Regions from separate parts of the Sus scrofa genome. Here region 1 is linked to region 2. Evidence: chromatin contacts called from public HiChIP or PLAC-seq data. All regions are on one chromosome and are shown on one strand. Each heading gives the region's core, a stretch centred on a gene start, on an enhancer-like site or on the middle of the called end of the contact. The rest is flanking DNA. Distances are from core to core; before and after follow the strand shown. Region 1 holds the start of PLOD2 (procollagen-lysine,2-oxoglutarate 5-dioxygenase 2). Region 2 holds the start of C13H3orf58 (deleted in autism protein 1).

Evidence for each region. HiChIP or PLAC-seq counts read pairs in DNA pulled down with a chosen protein or histone mark.
Region 1: an H3K27ac HiChIP or PLAC-seq map of skeletal muscle shows a contact between it and region 2, with 6 times the contacts expected there. The contact joins the promoter of PLOD2 here to the promoter of C13H3orf58 in region 2. A contact is called at or near these places in 1 of 5 promoter capture datasets (fetal skeletal muscle), 1 of 47 Hi-C or Micro-C datasets (embryonic fibroblasts) and 1 of 2 datasets of contacts at active chromatin or transcription factors (skeletal muscle).

Annotation. Positions count from the first base shown.
Region 1 is chr13:86,511,891-86,514,590 of Sscrofa11.1, forward strand. It overlaps PLOD2 (procollagen-lysine,2-oxoglutarate 5-dioxygenase 2), which reads right to left and starts at 1,277. Exons shown (of 19, transcript XM_021069587.1): 1 at 629-1,277. The coding sequence starts at 743.
Region 2 is chr13:84,633,394-84,636,093 of Sscrofa11.1, forward strand. C13H3orf58 (deleted in autism protein 1) reads left to right here and starts at 1,323. Exons shown (of 3, transcript XM_013982111.2): 1 at 1,323-2,239. The coding sequence starts at 1,583. The region is part of intron 1 of SLC9A9 (sodium/hydrogen exchanger 9); the gene reads right to left.

The DNA.
Region 1 (2,700 bases), core at 27-2,526, 1.9 Mb after region 2:
GCCCCAAGGAGGAAAGCTGCAGGAGGTACTGGGTAGCCAAGCTGGCTTACTGAAAACAACCAAGGTTTTGAGCGTTGTTTTTGGCAGGAGGTAGGTGTTACCGGCTGCTTCCTAGGGCGCTGGAAGGAATGTGTCACCATCAATCAGAAAGTACACTGAGCCCGGTGTTTAGGTCACAGTGGGAGTACTGCCTTGTCCAACAGGGATAAGTCATGCCAACCCCCGCAAAGGAGGAGAAAGGCAAGTTGCAGGAAATGTGTTGGTACCCAACGACCTGCAAGACCCAAAGGAAACCCCGCTTCTGCAAAGAAAACTTTGTATGCTCTCGGGGTAATGAGAACTGCAAGAGCTTATCAGGGAGGATGCTCCCACACTTCCCCTCGGACCAGTACAGCCCGAGCGCAGTTCTGGGTAAGACCTCGGCGGTCCTAAGGAGGATGGACACCCACCCCACTCACCTCGGTGTCCTATGGAAGGTCAGGCTCCCACCAACTCGCCTCTGCGGGCCTGGGAGGGCGGGCCCACCTCCATCTATTCACCTGGCAGCCCCCACGCGAAGGGCGGGTGGATGAATGAACCACCCATCCCTCCGAGCCTCACGGACAAGACGGCCGGCGGGACTGCTCACCTGTGGGGATGATGGAGGGCTTTTCGGAGTCTGCACCCAGGCAGGAATTCCAGGGCTGGAGCACCAGCACCACGAGCAGCAGCAGCTGCTGCGGCCTTATAGTGCACCACCCCATCTTCGGCCCCTCCAGGGCCCGCGCGGGCTCCAGCACCCGCACCGCCTCGCAGCGATCCACTTCTCGCGAGAGCCGGGACCCCTGGTCCGCACTGGCAGACGAGTGCGGGCGGGAGCTGGCAGGCTGAGTGCGTGCTGAGGTCCCGCTGCCCGCAGTAGGAGTGGCGCGGAAGGCGGTGGAAAGTAAATGGTCTGGGAGGCGCAGAGCGGCGGACGCCCAGGGCGCCGCGGACAACTTATAGGCTCCCCGAGGGGGTGGTGTCGGGGCGGGCCGCGCCCCGGCTATTGGCCGCCGGCTGACCCGCCGCGCCTCTGCGTGCACCGTGCGGTTGCCTCCGCTCGCCTTCCCCAGCCCAGCGTCTGGGATTGTTTGCACAAGGCCGACCTATTTAAAGAGCCGTCGGCTGCTACGTGTGGAGCCTCACGCAGAGATTCGGGTTGGAACCGGGAAGTGTGTACTTAAGTTTGGGAGTGGGCCTGGGACAGGGGGAGGAGACGCCGGGAGTCTGGTCGCCGGGCGGCGCTCCGCGCTCCCTTCTCCAGACTCTCCCAGCACGCGGAGCTACCCAGTAGCTTCAGAGGGTGCAGATCTGCCCTTCTTTGGATTAAGATCCACCCCTCAGTGCCGAAGTGACTGTAGATCCGCCGCAATCTTGGAATGGGACCCCACCAGAGAAGGAACTAGGGAAATGGAACCTCCCTACTCCCAACCCACCTTGTTAACTCAGGGGCAAGTTTCCAAACCCTGTGAAAGGGAGGCTCTGTTCTTATTTTACTCTGTAAACCGAAAGTTTTTATTGTCCATTGAACATTTCTTCCTCCGCTGCCTGTGCCAGTAGCGTCCTAGACTCTCTCCAGTAATGGCTTGTAAATCCTGCGGAATCGGAGTCCAGCATGTGTAGCCTGGGGCTGTGCCTTACAAGAACTTCCTTCAGTCCACATGGAAAATTACTCCCAGAGATGTTGTCAGAGGCATCTCAGCTCCCTGGCGCGTCCTCGCCTGCTTCCAGTTTTGACTCATGTCTAAGTAAATTCTTTTAAATGTGTTATTTCTCATCCCATTTTAGCTAGCCCAGTGCTGAATCTGTCGGGGTGAGCGGGGGGCAAAAGCACAAATTAAGGCAAAAACCTAACAAAAACCTTTCTTCATATATTTCATGACATAAGAGAGAAAAAGAATCAGACTGAGGTATGGCAATATTCTATCATCTTCTACCTTTATCTTTCCGAAATGGAGGGGGAAAAAAACGATTTGAGCCAATATACTTTCCAACTCAGCCTTTGAAGTTAAAAAAGAAAATTATTGGAAAAGGTGTTCCCGTATGATCACATTTTGTCTGAAACTAGCATATCTAAATGAGTACCTAGTGGTCATACACACATTAAAAAACAGGTGGAGAAGTCTGCAAAGAAATGCTGCCTGGGATTTCCCACTGTAGCTCAGCAGGTTAAGAAAACCGACAGAGTGTCCCTGAGGATTCAGGTTCAATCTGTGGCCTCACTCAGTGGGTTAAGGATCAAGTGCTGCCTCACAGGTCATAGATGCAGCTCAGATCCCACTTTGCTGTAGTGTAAGCTGGCAGCTGCAGCTCTGATTCTACCCCTAACCTGAGAACTTCATATGCCACAAGAGCGACCCTAAAAAAATAAAAAATAAATAAATAAAAATAAAAAAGAAAGAAATGTTGCCTGGGTGTGACATTTTGGAAAAACAATCATCTCCTGTCCAGAATTAAGCCTGTTGTTACTGTGTTTGGAAGGTTTGGTCTCAGTGTTTTAAGAGGGAAATTGGAGAGAGTTCAGAGAAGAGCAACAAATAATTAAAGAAATGGAAAGTATGCCCTGTAAGAATGAAATAAGGTTTATTTAGCCTGAAGAAGAAAAGGCTAAGGAAGGGATTCCTTAATAACATCCTTCAGTGTCTAGCCAGTGCCACTCCATAAGGCTAGGCAGAAAAC
Region 2 (2,700 bases), core at 73-2,572:
CCCTAAAACTTCTACCAAAACGAGGCGCTGTAGTTCCGCATTTCCGAGCTATTTTTGTAGTCGTGGCGCGAACTTGAGCCAAGGTGCCGGTGTGGAGCACAGGCTGCCCCGGGTCCCCAAGGGTACCGCCACAGCGACGCGGCGTGGCCCGCGGGGCAGGCCCGAGCGTGGGGGGAAGGGCGGGGCGCATAGCCGCACGCCGGAGACCCTCACGGTAGGCAGGCGCGAGGACGCCAACATCCTTGGGGAAGAAGAAAAAAAAAAAAAAAGGCTTCGGCGCCGGGCTGGGAAAGACTAGCCAACCGCTCGTTTCCTCATCTAGGCAGTGTTTGGCACAACTCAAAGTGACACCAGGCCGCGTCAGTTCCCTCTTCAGCCTACTTTCCCCTTTTTATCATGGTGTGTGGCGGACTTCGTTTTCTCCGTGCCCACTCAGGATACTTTAAAATGCCTCCACAGAAGTAGCTGACGCCAAAGGTGAAGCATCTCCCCTCAAACAATCCAGCCACACCTCGCGCCCTTCCACCTCCTCTCTGCAGGCCCGCCCCCAAGCGGAGGCGCGCGGGCCCAAAGACAAGAAATCCCTCCCTGGCCTCGCCTCATCCCGCCCCCAGGCGCGCGCCCCACCCCTATAAGGCGCAGTGAACACGACGCCCCGCCCACTCCGCCTACACCCTGCGGGCGCCTTGCGGGTGCCCTGCGGAGGCGAAGGATTGCACTAGGGTTCCGCAGTTTTTTTTTTTCCGACTTAGAAGACGCTTTCCACAATGACAAAAGACAGCCCCCAACAAAGTCAACGATCATAAAAAAGCAACTATTACTAAAAGTCATTTCTCCACAGGAGCTCGCGAGTTTACCCTGCCTCTAGAAGCTCGAGCCCCGCCCCTCGGAGTGGGCCCCCAAAGCCACCCCCAAGAGCCCGCGATTACGCTTTCCGGGCGGTACGCCACACGCTCGCTCCGCCCCTCCAGCCCCGCCCCCAGCCCCCTCGCCCTCCCTCCGGGGAGTCGGCGCGCAAGAACTGGGGCGTGTGGCGTCAGGGACGCGCGAGCACCTCATCCTTCCCACCTTCCTACACAGTTGCTACTTTTCGATGTTTGACATTCCAGCTTCTCTTCCCCTTCCGTGAGTCCCTGCTTCCCTCTTCTCAGACACCCCGCTCGCTCAGGAGGCGGACGCCGCCGCCGCAGCTCTCGCGCCCCAAGCTAGCTATACGCGTGCGCGCACACGGGCGGACGCGGGCGCGCGGGCGTTGGGTCCCCGCGCTCCCTCCGCCTCCCGCTGCTGTATAACTTGACTGGCTAGGAGGAGGCGCTGCCGGAGTCGGAGGGCGGGGAGCTCGGAGGAGGGAGCTCGAGAGTTGTGGAGACTAGTGACTGGGAGAAGTCGCAGCCTGCTCCGGTCGGTTCCTTCCAGCTCCCCGTCTCTCTTACACACCTACTCCGCTTCCCGCCCCAGCCCGCGCCCTCGCTCCTTCACTCGCCCGGGGGCCCCCTGCCGGTCGCTCCCCGGGTTTCGGCGCGGCGGGGGCGCCCCGGGGGTGCCCTCGCCCTCCGGGTGCGGGGGACGGGCGGCGGGCGGGATGTGGCGCCTGGTGCCCCCGAAGCTGGGCCGCCTGTCCCGCTCGCTGAAGCTGGCGGCGCTGGGCAGCCTGTTGGTGCTGATGGTGCTGCACTCGCCGTCGCTGCTCGCCTCCTGGCAGCGGAACGAACTGGCCGACCGGCGCTTCCTCCAGCTCAATAAGTGCCCGGCGTGCTTCGGTACGAGCTGGTGCCGCCGCTTCCTCAACGGGCAGGTGGTGTTCGAGGCGTGGGGCCGCCTGCGCCTGCTGGACTTCCTTAACGTGAAGAACGTCTACTTCGCGCAGTACGGCGAGCCCCGCGAGGGCGGCCGCCGCCGAGTGGTGCTCAAGCGCCTTGGCTCGCAGCGCGAGCTGGCGCAGCTCGACCAGAGCATCTGCAAGCGGGCCACCGGCCGGCCCCGCTGCGACCTGCTCCAGGCCATGCCCCGCACCGAGTTCGCGCGCCTCAACGGCGACGTGCGGCTGCTCACGCCCGAGGCGGTGGAGGGCTGGTCCGACCTGGTGCACTGCCCCTCGCAGCGTCTGCTCGACCGCCTGGTGCGCCGATACGCCGAGACCAAGGACTCGGGCAGTTTCCTGCTTCGCAACCTCAAGGACTCGGAGCGTATGCAGCTGCTGTTGACCCTGGCCTTCAACCCCGAGCCGCTGGTGCTACAGGTAGGCACGAAACCCCGGAGGGGGGCATCCTGCCCGGAGGGCCACCCAGGTTACGGGAGTCGGGAGCAGCGGCCCCGCCCGCACCGGTCCTCCTGTCAGGACCTGGCCCCCGGGGGGCCAGGCGGCGGGCTTGGGAAAGGAACGGCGCTGGGGACCCCCGGGCGCGGTGCGGGATCGTGGAGGGCGACCCAGCTGGTGGCGAGGCTTGCTCTTGTCACCTAGACGCGGGCGCATCTCGGTTCTGATTGCGGATCTTTCAACGCCAGAGGGAGCGCGTTTGGTCTGGTACGCTCCCAAAATGTCTCTCCGGCGAGTTTCCTTCGGCTCTCCTCCTTGCCTTTCTGCTTTGCTCGCCGGGCTTGCACTTCCTCGGCGCAGTCTGTTTAGGAAGACCTTAGTTCTTAAGTGTTTCTATACCGCTTTGCTTTCCCCTTTAGTACCCCTCGTGACTGGCTTAACTT